Regions from separate parts of the Mus musculus genome. Here region 2 is linked to region 1. The links are chromatin contacts, called in public HiChIP or PLAC-seq maps. All regions are on one chromosome and are shown on one strand. Each heading gives the region's core, a stretch centred on a gene start, on an enhancer-like site or on the middle of the called end of the contact. The rest is flanking DNA. Distances are from core to core; before and after follow the strand shown.

What was found. HiChIP or PLAC-seq counts read pairs in DNA pulled down with a chosen protein or histone mark.
Region 2: a contact with region 1 is called in an H3K27ac HiChIP or PLAC-seq map of bone marrow-derived dendritic cells, with 2.8 times the contacts expected there. The contact joins two enhancer-like sites. A contact is called at or near these places in 1 of 15 datasets of contacts at CTCF or cohesin (pro-B cells), 16 of 484 Hi-C or Micro-C datasets (the HPC-7 cell line, LSK cells, the N1E-115 cell line and 11 more) and 6 of 115 datasets of contacts at active chromatin or transcription factors (the SCID.adh cell line, T-cell acute lymphoblastic leukemia, bone marrow-derived dendritic cells and 3 more).

Annotation. Positions count from the first base shown.
Region 1 is chr13:28,841,280-28,846,801 of GRCm38.p6, reverse strand. The region is part of intron 2 of 2610307P16Rik (RIKEN cDNA 2610307P16 gene); the gene reads left to right. Among named protein-coding and RNA genes, the nearest start is that of 2610307P16Rik, 41 kb to the left of the region's middle. Within about 2 kb of position 2,076, at least 78 of the 459 cell types and tissues checked have an H3K27ac peak or open chromatin away from gene starts, as enhancers often do. A contact at or near this core is called in bone marrow-derived dendritic cells, where this site is marked.
Region 2 is chr13:28,929,933-28,934,927 of GRCm38.p6, reverse strand. No RefSeq gene overlaps it. Among named protein-coding and RNA genes, the nearest start is that of Gm46406, 13 kb to the left of the region's middle. Within about 2 kb of position 2,982, at least 71 of the 459 cell types and tissues checked have an H3K27ac peak or open chromatin away from gene starts, as enhancers often do. A contact at or near this core is called in bone marrow-derived dendritic cells, where this site is marked.

The sequences.
Region 1 (5,522 bases), core at 827-3,326:
GTCAGGGTTTTTTGGTTTTTGTTTTTAATTTATTTTATTTTATTTTAAGACCCAAGGACCCAAGTTCCCATATAAAGAGTAGAGATTATATACCAGCAATGTTGTTTGATATCATTATACTTTTGGAATTGATTTTTTTTTTAGATTTATCTGAGTTATTTTTAATCATATGTGTATGTGTGTCTGTGTGTGGATTTGTGTGTGTTCGTGTGGGTGCTAGAAGAGTAAGTATTCTTGGAATTGGAGGTATGGGTCCTCTGAACTGTAAAGCCATCTCTCCATTCCCTAGAGTTTTGTTTTTTTTTTTTAAAGGACTTGCATATTGTTTGTGACATTACTAATTTTTCTCATTTCGTAGTTATTTGTTAAGAACAGGGTATCACTGGCTGGCCTGGAACTCAACTCGTGGACCAGGCTAGCTTCAAATTCACTAAAATTCACATGCCTCTGCTTCTTGGGTTATTTTACATATGTGTGTGTGTGTGTGTGTGTATCTATCTATCTATCTATCTATCTATCTATCTATCTATCTATCTATATATCTCTCTGTGTGTGTGTGTGTGTGTGTGTAGGTTGGCCTGTCCTGGAATTAGAGACTATGTATCTAAGTATCCTAGGTTGGCCTTGAACTTTTGGCAGTTCTTCTGCCTCAGCTTGTACCTGGCTGTTTGTGTTCCTTGTGAGAGAGCTTGCACATTGTAGAAATAAAATGTAGCATATTTGCCACATGCATTCTATTTTGTTTGCTACAATTCATCCATGTATGCTTCAAAAATAAAAAAAATTAGTCAGCCTTGGGATTGTGTTATGTCACGGCCCATGGTGAACCATGGGGTTTTGTGTTACATCTGCTGACTAGAAACAGCAGCGCTCTGTTCTATCAAAGGCCTTTTAGGAGACCGACCCCCTTGGCAAGATGGACGAGAGGAAGCTGGAAGGAGAATATGAGGGCTTGATTGTCACATAAAACATGGCATTTCCTGTCGACCTCAAGTCACCATTCATGTCTCTCATGTCTCCTCTTTCATGCTTCAATGGTGGCAGCACTGTTGGGCAGTGTTTCCATACTGTTTCCCTCATGAATGTGAGGGGCAGGTCCTTCCTCCTTCCGGCAGCGGATGCCTCCTTTTGGTTAGTTGCAGCCTTGCATAGACAGGCAGGGTGACGTCTTTTGAGGAATACTGTGTGATTGGCAGTTTTTTGGGCAGGAAGTCTGGAATGAGACTCTTAAAAATTAGAATATGCATGATTAGCTGGGCATGGCCAGGGTATATGTACGTGGGTGCGTGTGTGGTGGGGTGGATTTGTCATGGCAGTTTCCTAAGGAAGGTGTCTTACCTGGAAATACAATCCTGGCTGTCCTTTGACATGGCTCATCTACAGATTAATACAAGATAGGCACTCCAGTGACCCAGAACTAAAGCTTTTTGCCCTGAAGGGAATGCTATCCATCTTTAAGACAGTAACAGGGACTTGCTCTAGTTAGTTCATGTGGCACTGGCTTTATGAATTTACTCCAGCCCTGTCATGAGCTGTGTATGGAAATAGATCACAGCCTTGAATCTCTCCCTCACCTGTAAAAGGTGCTTCCTTTCCACTGAGGTACAGGGCACTCTGACTGACTGAATAGCTGCAGACTTCAAAGCTCATTCATGGAAGGAAAATTAAAAGCCACCGGTCTCCTTCCCAAGCTTCACTTGTCTAAGTTCTTTATCTCACCCACTTCCCCCGCTCCACTGAAAACACAGTTGGTTGTACAGAAGACAGAAAGACCAAAGGGAGCATTCTTAATTAACAGTAGGGAATGGAGGACAGGAGTTAAAGGCAGAGAGGGGAGGGCAAGCTTTAATGCCATTATGAACCTGGCAAGGTGGGCCTGAAGCTCTTGGGCTGGAAGAGGACTTATCATCAGCGGAGAAACACCCTGGGAGGGCATGTCTCCTTCCATGCAAAGCCCCCAAAGCTAGCTTCTCCTCAGAATTCCAGACTTGATTTCAGGGAACTGAAAGGAGTCTTTTGTCCTTGGGCAAACCACACATTCCACAGACCAATTTGCAAAAGCCAGATTTGTGAGTGATGGAGGGCCCATTGAAGGGAAAAAGCCACTTTGTTGGGAGTAGGGCAGAGGTGAAAGGGTGAGCATGACAGATGTCAGTTTTGTGTATTCCAGAGTCCCATTTTCTAGCAGTCTGACCCATAGTAGGCCATGAGCGCCTAATTGTCACATGACTCCTCAGTGGAAGATTCGGGGGGGGGGGGGTACATTTGGAGTCTTACTGTTTTTCTGCACTCTCTGGAGAACTTCCCCAAGGAGGGGATAGTCACCTTCCAGACAGATTTTTTTTTTTAAGAATTATTTATTTATTTTATGTTTATGTAGCTGTCTCCACACACACCGGAATAGGGCATCGGATCCCATTACAGACGGTTATGAGCCACCATGTGGTTGCTGGGAATCGAACTCAGGACCTCTGGAAGAGCAGTCAGTGCTCTTAACCATGGAGCCATCTCTCCAGCCCTCCAGACAGATTTTTTTTTCCACCAGAAAATGCCCAGAGTCTGTTTTCAGTTGTATTTACTTTTGTAGTTTTGTAGTTAAAGGCGTTCTCCAAGTGACTCTGGGAACTGCTGGAAATGAGGAAGTCTAGCAGGGGACCCAGAGGTCATCACTGTCCATGTCTAAGTTAGACAAAGATAGAAAAGTTCGTCTGGGACTCACCACTCCCACTCTCTCTGGGGCTGAAACCACCCATTGGCATCATACGTCTTTTCCTGTATTTTAAAAATATAGCCTATAATTTTGCACACTAAATTTGCCTGTGTTGACTTTGGCATCAGCTTCGTCTCTCTTCCCTGACAGATAGACAGACAGATTGACAATCAGACAGTCTCTCCCCTCTCCCCTCTCTCCCTCTCCTTCCCCCTCCCCTTCCCCTCCAAAGGGCATCCAAAAGGAATCCGAATGTAGAGGTATCCCAGGAAGCATTGCTTCATGATGACCAGTCAGCTCACCCGCTTCCCACTTTGCCCCAGTTCTTCACTTGCTCTAGTGGAGACGACCTTGGCCACCAATGAACACCTGGCTACATTACTGACAGTGTGGAAAGATGGGAGAGGGGACTTGTGGGAAACACTCATTTACAGTTCAGCAGAGGTAGAGCAAGGCCAGCTGTGTGCATGAGACTGTCTCCTGGGTGTGGCGCCTGTCATTAGGAGGAAGGCAGCCCCTTCCTCCTTTCAGGTATACTCAGTGTTGACTTAATCTCAAAGGGACGAGCTCGGGGTGAGGAATAGATCTGTGAGGAGTTTCCTGTTGCTGGGTTTTGTTTTTGTTTTTTCCCCCCATCTGTCCAGGCACTTTGTATGCCCAATTCATTACTACTTTTAGAAACATATAATAACCGAGAAGGAGTTTGCTAATGTACAACTCTGCCTTTGAGGGTATGGAGAACCTGCCCAAGGCCACTTGAAATCTAACAGATGTTCTCTGATCCAAAACAAGTTGTCTCTGTTTAGTGCCTATCAGTTTCAGATGCTGTTGACAATGGCATGCCAGATAAGGGAAGAGGAGAAGAACAGACTTGTAAAGATTTTTTTTAAACTGATGTCTCCCCCCACCCCCTTCCGCTACTGCTGCCCACTGCCTTTGCTACATAACTGGCAAAGCTCCCCACAGAGGTGCACAGCTTTGAGACCTTGCTCCCTCCCAGCTGGTGTCCTGTTTTGGGATGTTGGGGAAATTTTAGGCCACAGTTCCTTGTGAGAGGAAGTGAGTCACTGGGGTCTGGCCTTGAGACTTCAGAGCTCAGCCTGTTTCTGGTCAGCTCTTTGCTTCCTTTTCTGTGTAGATTCGAGGAGTCCCAGCTATATGTCCCTGTCACCTTGGAGGCTGACTGCCATGCCTTCCAGTCCTGATAGAGACTGTATTTCTCAAACCATGAGCCGAAGGAGCCTCTCCTTAAACTGCTCTTGTCAGAAATTTGGTCACTACAATGAAAGAAACTAATGTAAATAAAGTGGTCTCTTTTTACACAGGGCCCTCTCGGGGTTGGGGTGGGGGTGGGGGGTGAAACTAACACTTTTTTTTTTTTTTTTTGATTTAAGAATCAGTCATTTTGGGCTGGGCATTGTTTGCGAATGCCTTTATTCCCAGCACTTGGGAGGCAGAGGCAGGCTGATCTCTGAGTTCCAGGCCAACCTTGTCTACAGAGTGAGTTCCAGGACAGCCAGGACTACACAGAGAAACCCTGTCTCGAAAAACAAAAACAAAATCATTCATTTTTTTATTTGTACTCATGAATTAACCTTTATTTTTGGAAAGCTAAATCTAAAGTTTCTTTAAATCAGTGTAAACAAATGAAGCACTTTTCAGTAGTCACACCTCTTAAATATCTTATTTTTGAGAATTCAAGATTTTAAGCTGCATGATGGTGTCCGACGCCTTTAATCCCAGCACTGGGGAGGTGGAGGGAGGCTGATGGATCTCTGGGAGTTTAAAGACAGCCTGGTCACTTACAGAGTCAGTTCTAAGACAGCCAGGGATACACAGAGTTCTAGCTGGCCTAGGACACAGAGAAACCCTGTTTCAAGATGTATTACATTTTTCTGAAGTAGCAGTTCATAGGCACAAATAATTTTTCTGAAGTAGTAGTATATAGGCACAAATAACTTCACATATGATAATTTTTGTATTTGATTCACAAAATGTGTGTATGTGCGCACACATACACACACAGCAAGAATCACTGTCACACAACACTTGACAAGAAAATATTTTCTATTTCTACTGCTCTACAGGACTCCTTTTTAGTTATAAAACAAAACAACAACAACCCCCCACCCCCACCCCAAAAGCCTTCTTAAATTCTGAGTGGACAATACCATCTTGCTAGCAGTAGGCACAATTAGCTGTAGACCAGTACTGTAGAGCAGCCTGCAGGTCACTTTCATCTGGTTAACTGAATCTTGATCCCTGTTGGTTGCTAAGTCCTATTTCTTCCTCCTACCTCTGTGCCAGCATCCCACTTTGATCCCAGGTCTTTGACTACTTACATACCTTACACAATGAAGTTAGCTGGCCCTACACCTCTCTACTGGTTTATTTCTCTTAGTGTAGTATCTACCAGGTTTGCTTATGTGGTTGGAGTTTTTTAGAACTCCCCTCTTCTTAAAGGTTGAATAATAATTCTGTTTTGTGTTTGTGTATGCATGTGTGCATGCTCTCTCTCTCCCCCCCAACCTCTCCCTCCCCTCCCCCCTCTCTTTCACACACACAGCACATTTTCTTTGTCCACTTACCTGCTGATAAACGTGTTGATGCCTTGACCATCTTGGCTATTTTGAATGGGGCTGCAGTAATCTGGGGAGTAGCTATTAATGCCTTTGAGGGATTCCGATTTCAGTGCTTTTGAATCCAAGAGTTGGACTGTCAGATTCCATGGTAGTTTTAGCTCTAGTTTTTCTAGACTTTTCTTTTTCCACCATTTTGCAGCCTCACCAAAGAGGCTTTTCATTTTCTCCAT
Region 2 (4,995 bases), core at 1,733-4,232, 87 kb before region 1:
AAGCTAGAGCTACATAAGGAAGCTGCCACCACCCCCACCCCCCAAATTCCATGGGGATGTGGTTATAGCTCAGTGACAGCTTAGCCTGTCTTTAGACTCATGAGTTTAATTCTCCACAGAGCTGGACAGGCCGATTTGCCTACCAGTACACCCAGCACTCAGGAGCCTAAAGCAGGAAGTTTGCCCTAAGTTTGAGGGCTGCATAGGAGTTCTGGGCCAGCCAAGGGTACCTATCAAGATCCTCCCTCAAAAAGTCAAACAAACACAGGCATACACAGACGCACATGCACCTAAGTAGCCTGCCAGGCAGAACAATTGTTTTTTTGTTGTTAGTGTATACAAGGTTTATCTGGGCTTCCAGTAGAGCATGGACATGCTCTGTCTCCACACCTGGAAATTCAGATTTACCACGCTGAGGTGAAATTCAGACCCCTGCATGGCCTTAGTTAAGCACACATGTTTCTAATGCAGGCAAAAACATGTCAGAAATTCATTATCAATGTGTTTGCAAGCCCTTGCTTCAGAGGAGGCTTGTGTTGTGGGTGATACCCACTCCCATTAGGGGCGGAGGAGATTCTGGGGAAATGGCAGATGCCTAGGTTTAGCCACCAAAAGACAGAATTAATGCAATTACTCTCTGTGCTAGTCCAGAGAGAAGGAGAGGGGTATGGGGAAAGCGGGAGTGGGAGGGAGGGAGGGAGAGAGAGAGAGAGAGAGAGAGAGAGAGAGAGAGAGAGGTGCTTCATTTCCAGTCGGCCGCAGAATTTACTTATAATTGTGCAGTGTTTAAAGCAGCACATTTGAACACTCGATGTTTTTACAGACGGCTCACAAATTCAAGGAGTTATTATTACAGATATATTCAGTGTTTTTACAGACATTTAATGTCCCTTGGAACATTACATTCCTTTACAAATCCCCCTTCTGTCAAATTCTCTAATTTAATAGGATTATCCCCTAATGGAATGCTTTAACAATATTTCTCAAGTTAAGGTCTGAGAACCATCTATTTATTATGCAATCCACAAACCATATGCCGACCTTTCGTGAAAATGTTATCTGAAGCTGTCCAGGATGTTCATGTAGAGCTTCAGGCTCGTGTGCACAGTTGCAGGATTATCTTCACCAAGATGGGAGCGACTCAATAGCAGAAGCTCGCTTTCAGAGTTCACGTCGGCGGGTTCTGGGCATTATATGGATTCACTACTTTACTTGACTCTAGCCAGATCATGTGCAAATGTATCCAAGGTCACGGAAGCCAGTGAGCAACAGGAGAATGTGACCTCCTTCATGAATACAAACCAGGGGCAGCATGGAAACATGGCGTTGTGCCCGGTGGTAACTGGCACTCAGTGAACTACTGAGAGCTTAAAGCGTCTCTTCAGATAACTTCCCAGCCAGGTTTGCCAGTGCTTTCCCTGGGGACAGAGGGTCAGGCAACCTTCCAGCTGAGTCCTCTAAGTTCTTGAGAAGGGATGTTGAAGACCACAAGCTTCATCATTCAGCAATGAGCCTCTTGCTGACATTAAGGCTCAGCTGGCAAAGTACTTGTCTACCACGCACAAAGCCTTAGGTTCAATCCCAGTGCCATGTAAAGTCTATGCAGGGCTGTGCACAGCTGTCGTCTCAGCATTCCAGTGGTAGAATCAAGAGTACCAAGTTCAAGATCACCCTTGGATACTCAGTGAGTTCAAGGCCAACTTGGATATAGGAAATAATGTCTCAAAATAAATAAACTAGCAAATTACTAATCAGAATAGATGAGGTGGCTCCATGCATATAAAGGGACTTGCTCCCAAGCCAAATGACTTGTGTTGGATCCTTGGAACCACGTGGCAGAGGAAGAGACGTGACACTCCAAAGTTGTCTTCTGATTTCTACATGTGGACTGTGGCATGTGTGTAGAACCTCCCCCCCCCCCTCAACCCCAGGCACAAGCATACTCACACAAATAAATAAATAAGATATGATAACTTAAAAAAAAAACACCAAAAAAAAAACCCCAAAAAACAACTACACAATCCATATGTGTCTCACAACCCCCACGTCTTTCTAAAGTCGCAAAATCTTCTTGGAAGTTGGTCATGCTTAGATCTATTCGTCCTCTATTCTGTGGATCACTTTTGTGGGTATAAAGGCCCCAGCATCCCTACCTAATGTTTGTGGAACTCAACTTTCGAAAGTGGTTTTGGCTGGCACAGGATGACTCTGATCCTCTTGCTTCAGCAGTGCACAATCATTGGTCCAGCTCAGCTCCATTTCATTGACACACTAGCAGGGAGAAAGGTTCACCTTGTGTTTGGGGTCCTCTTATCTATGTAAAAGATGACAGCTGGTTGGGCAGCTGGTTAGGCCAGTCCTGTGCACAAGGAGAGAAGGGGAAAGAACCGTGCGGATCCTTTAAAGTTAGGGAACAGAAAAGAATGTTGTCCTTGCTTTCTTGTCCCCTGATGTAGAGAGAGGTCTTCATCTTTGACCCCTCTCTATCAGCTTTGTTTCTCAGTAGTTGGATGTCTTTATCCCACCCACCACCTCCACCACCACCACCACCACCCCTACCACCACCCCCACCACCACCACACCCCCCCACCACACCCCCCCCTCCTTTTTTTTTTTTAATTGGCTTGTAGAGAGGAGGGAGGTGGAGGAGGAGTTGAGGGCTCAAAAAGAGAGTCCTGCAATTAGCAGGAAGGTGATGGTGCAGTTTTTACTTTATGTTTGTAAGTTGAGTAAAGTTAAGATGCAAATTGTGATTTTCCTCATACACATCACACACACACACACACACAGACACACAGACACACACACACACACACACACACACACACACCTCAGTCCCTCCCCCTCCTACTGTTCCTGTTCCTTCGGGTGTTTTGGCCCAGTTGGAAGCTGATATTTAAAAGACATTTGATCTGCCTAATGGAAGCGGAAGAAAACAGGGATGACATCAAGGGGATTTCTGAGAAAGAAATTCTGAAACACAAGGGACAAAAGAATGAGTCACCAAGGCAGTCATGAGAACCGGCCTGCTCAGGCCTCAAACAGCTTGTTGTTGTTGTTGTTTTGGTTTTGTTGTTGTTGTTCTTGTTTGTTAGGAGAGATTGACAGTGTCCTGTTCTGGAGCATTTGGGGGTGGGGTCAATGGGGAACCTCTGGCCAGTCTTTCCTCCTGAGAATGCACCTGGGGGTGGGAATGATATTCAGGGATAAGTTCTGAAATGCACCTTTGGAAATATAGGTGGTTGGTACTGGAGGAACTACAAAGGTAAAATCCTGTGACAGAGGCTAGTCTGTGTCCTTCTCACCCCTGTGACAGAAAGGGGCAAGTTCTTTTTCTCAGACTCTGGCCTTCCAGGAGTGTCTGAGTAGCCAAGAGATGACCTAGGGCAAGTCTGGGGTGTGTAAGCAGGGAGGGAGGCAGGGTGTGTGTGACTGGGCAATTTTCCTGCTGGACAATGGGGGAGAGGCCATTGATGAGCAGCCAATTCCTGTTTCCTTCCTGTTTTGTGGGCGGAGGGTATGGGATCAGGAGCAGCTGGGGTCAAGAGGGAAAGGCCACCAAGAGGCTGACCATAGCCTGACATCCTAAGCAAGGAGACAGGTTGAGAGGAACAATATCCACGGACTGGTCCAACTCTTGTCTCACACGTGCTTGTCAGCAAGCATGAGGTCCGGAGTTCGATCCCCAGCGCCACTCCTAGAACACACACACTTACACATACAAATATTTACACACATGGATACACTTACACCATGTACACACAAACACAGATGCACAGACACTCACACACACACACACACACACACATACACACACACACACACCATGCATACACACAGATACACACACACACACACACACACACATAGCATGTCTGAAGAATCTGCAGATCTTGAGTTTCAAAGTAGAAATAGAGACTGCCATGAGAATCTATGCGTTGGAATAGAGACTGCCATGAGAATCTATGCGTTGGAATAGAGACTGCCATGAGAATCTATGCGTTGGTTTATTAAACTTGACATTTGCCTCGGCTTGAGAAGGCCCATTTGAAAACAAGACACAGTTTCACTGAGCATGGTCGTTCTCCATGCTATTTCAGACTTACATTTTCAGTGACCACAGCGTAGGATGAAAATCTCGAATATTTATGGAATTTACTGAGGAGCCCTGTAATCTGTCCTTCTGTCTGAGTCAGTCTGTCTGCTCACTAGGACACAGTCCTACAGGGACTCAGAGTCAAAGTTGGGCAGACTCGGGGCCACTTCTCAGCTCGCACCTTCAGGTTCCTTTCCTGAACTGTTGAAACTGGGCAAACACAAGGACAGAGCTGTTCTGCTTTTTCCTAAACTAAGCCTGGGCAGGTCTGTCACTGCTTCTTTACTCTTTGCCCCTGGGGCATGCTTTAAAGTCCCGCCCCTTCCCCAAGCACGTGGCTCCAAATCAGGTTCAGGTTGTGTAACCTTCCTCCCCATCCTTTCTGGGTCCCTGTGTTTTGTTTACAGTTTCAGCCTTTTAAAAACCTCACTATGTAGGACAAGGCTTCTCCCTCAGATTCCTTTGACTAGTCTCCATGGTTCCTTCTCTAGGCTGGCTCTGTTGTTTTGGTTTTGTTTGGATATTTTTGGTTCTGGTTTTTGTTGGGGGAGGGGGCGTTGCTTGTTGGTTTGTTTGTTTTTGATACAGTGTTTCACTCTATCCCAAGCCAGTCTTGAACTCCTCATAGTATCCCTGCTTCTGTTTTCAGAGGGCTGGAATTACAGGCCTGCACCTGGCTCCAGGCATAATTCAGTCCCCCAGGGATGCTGGTGGGAGAGTCCTCTGATCTCCTGTGTCTGATTTTCCCGGCTCTGCTCCTCTCATTGGGCTCCAACGATCTGAAATCTGCTTCCCAACCCCAGGCAGAGTGAGCAGGACTCCACTTGCCTTTGCCTTCCTTGGTGGGATAATGAAGATTCCAGGATCTCCCTCCCACCTGCTTCCTGAGTTTCTCATCC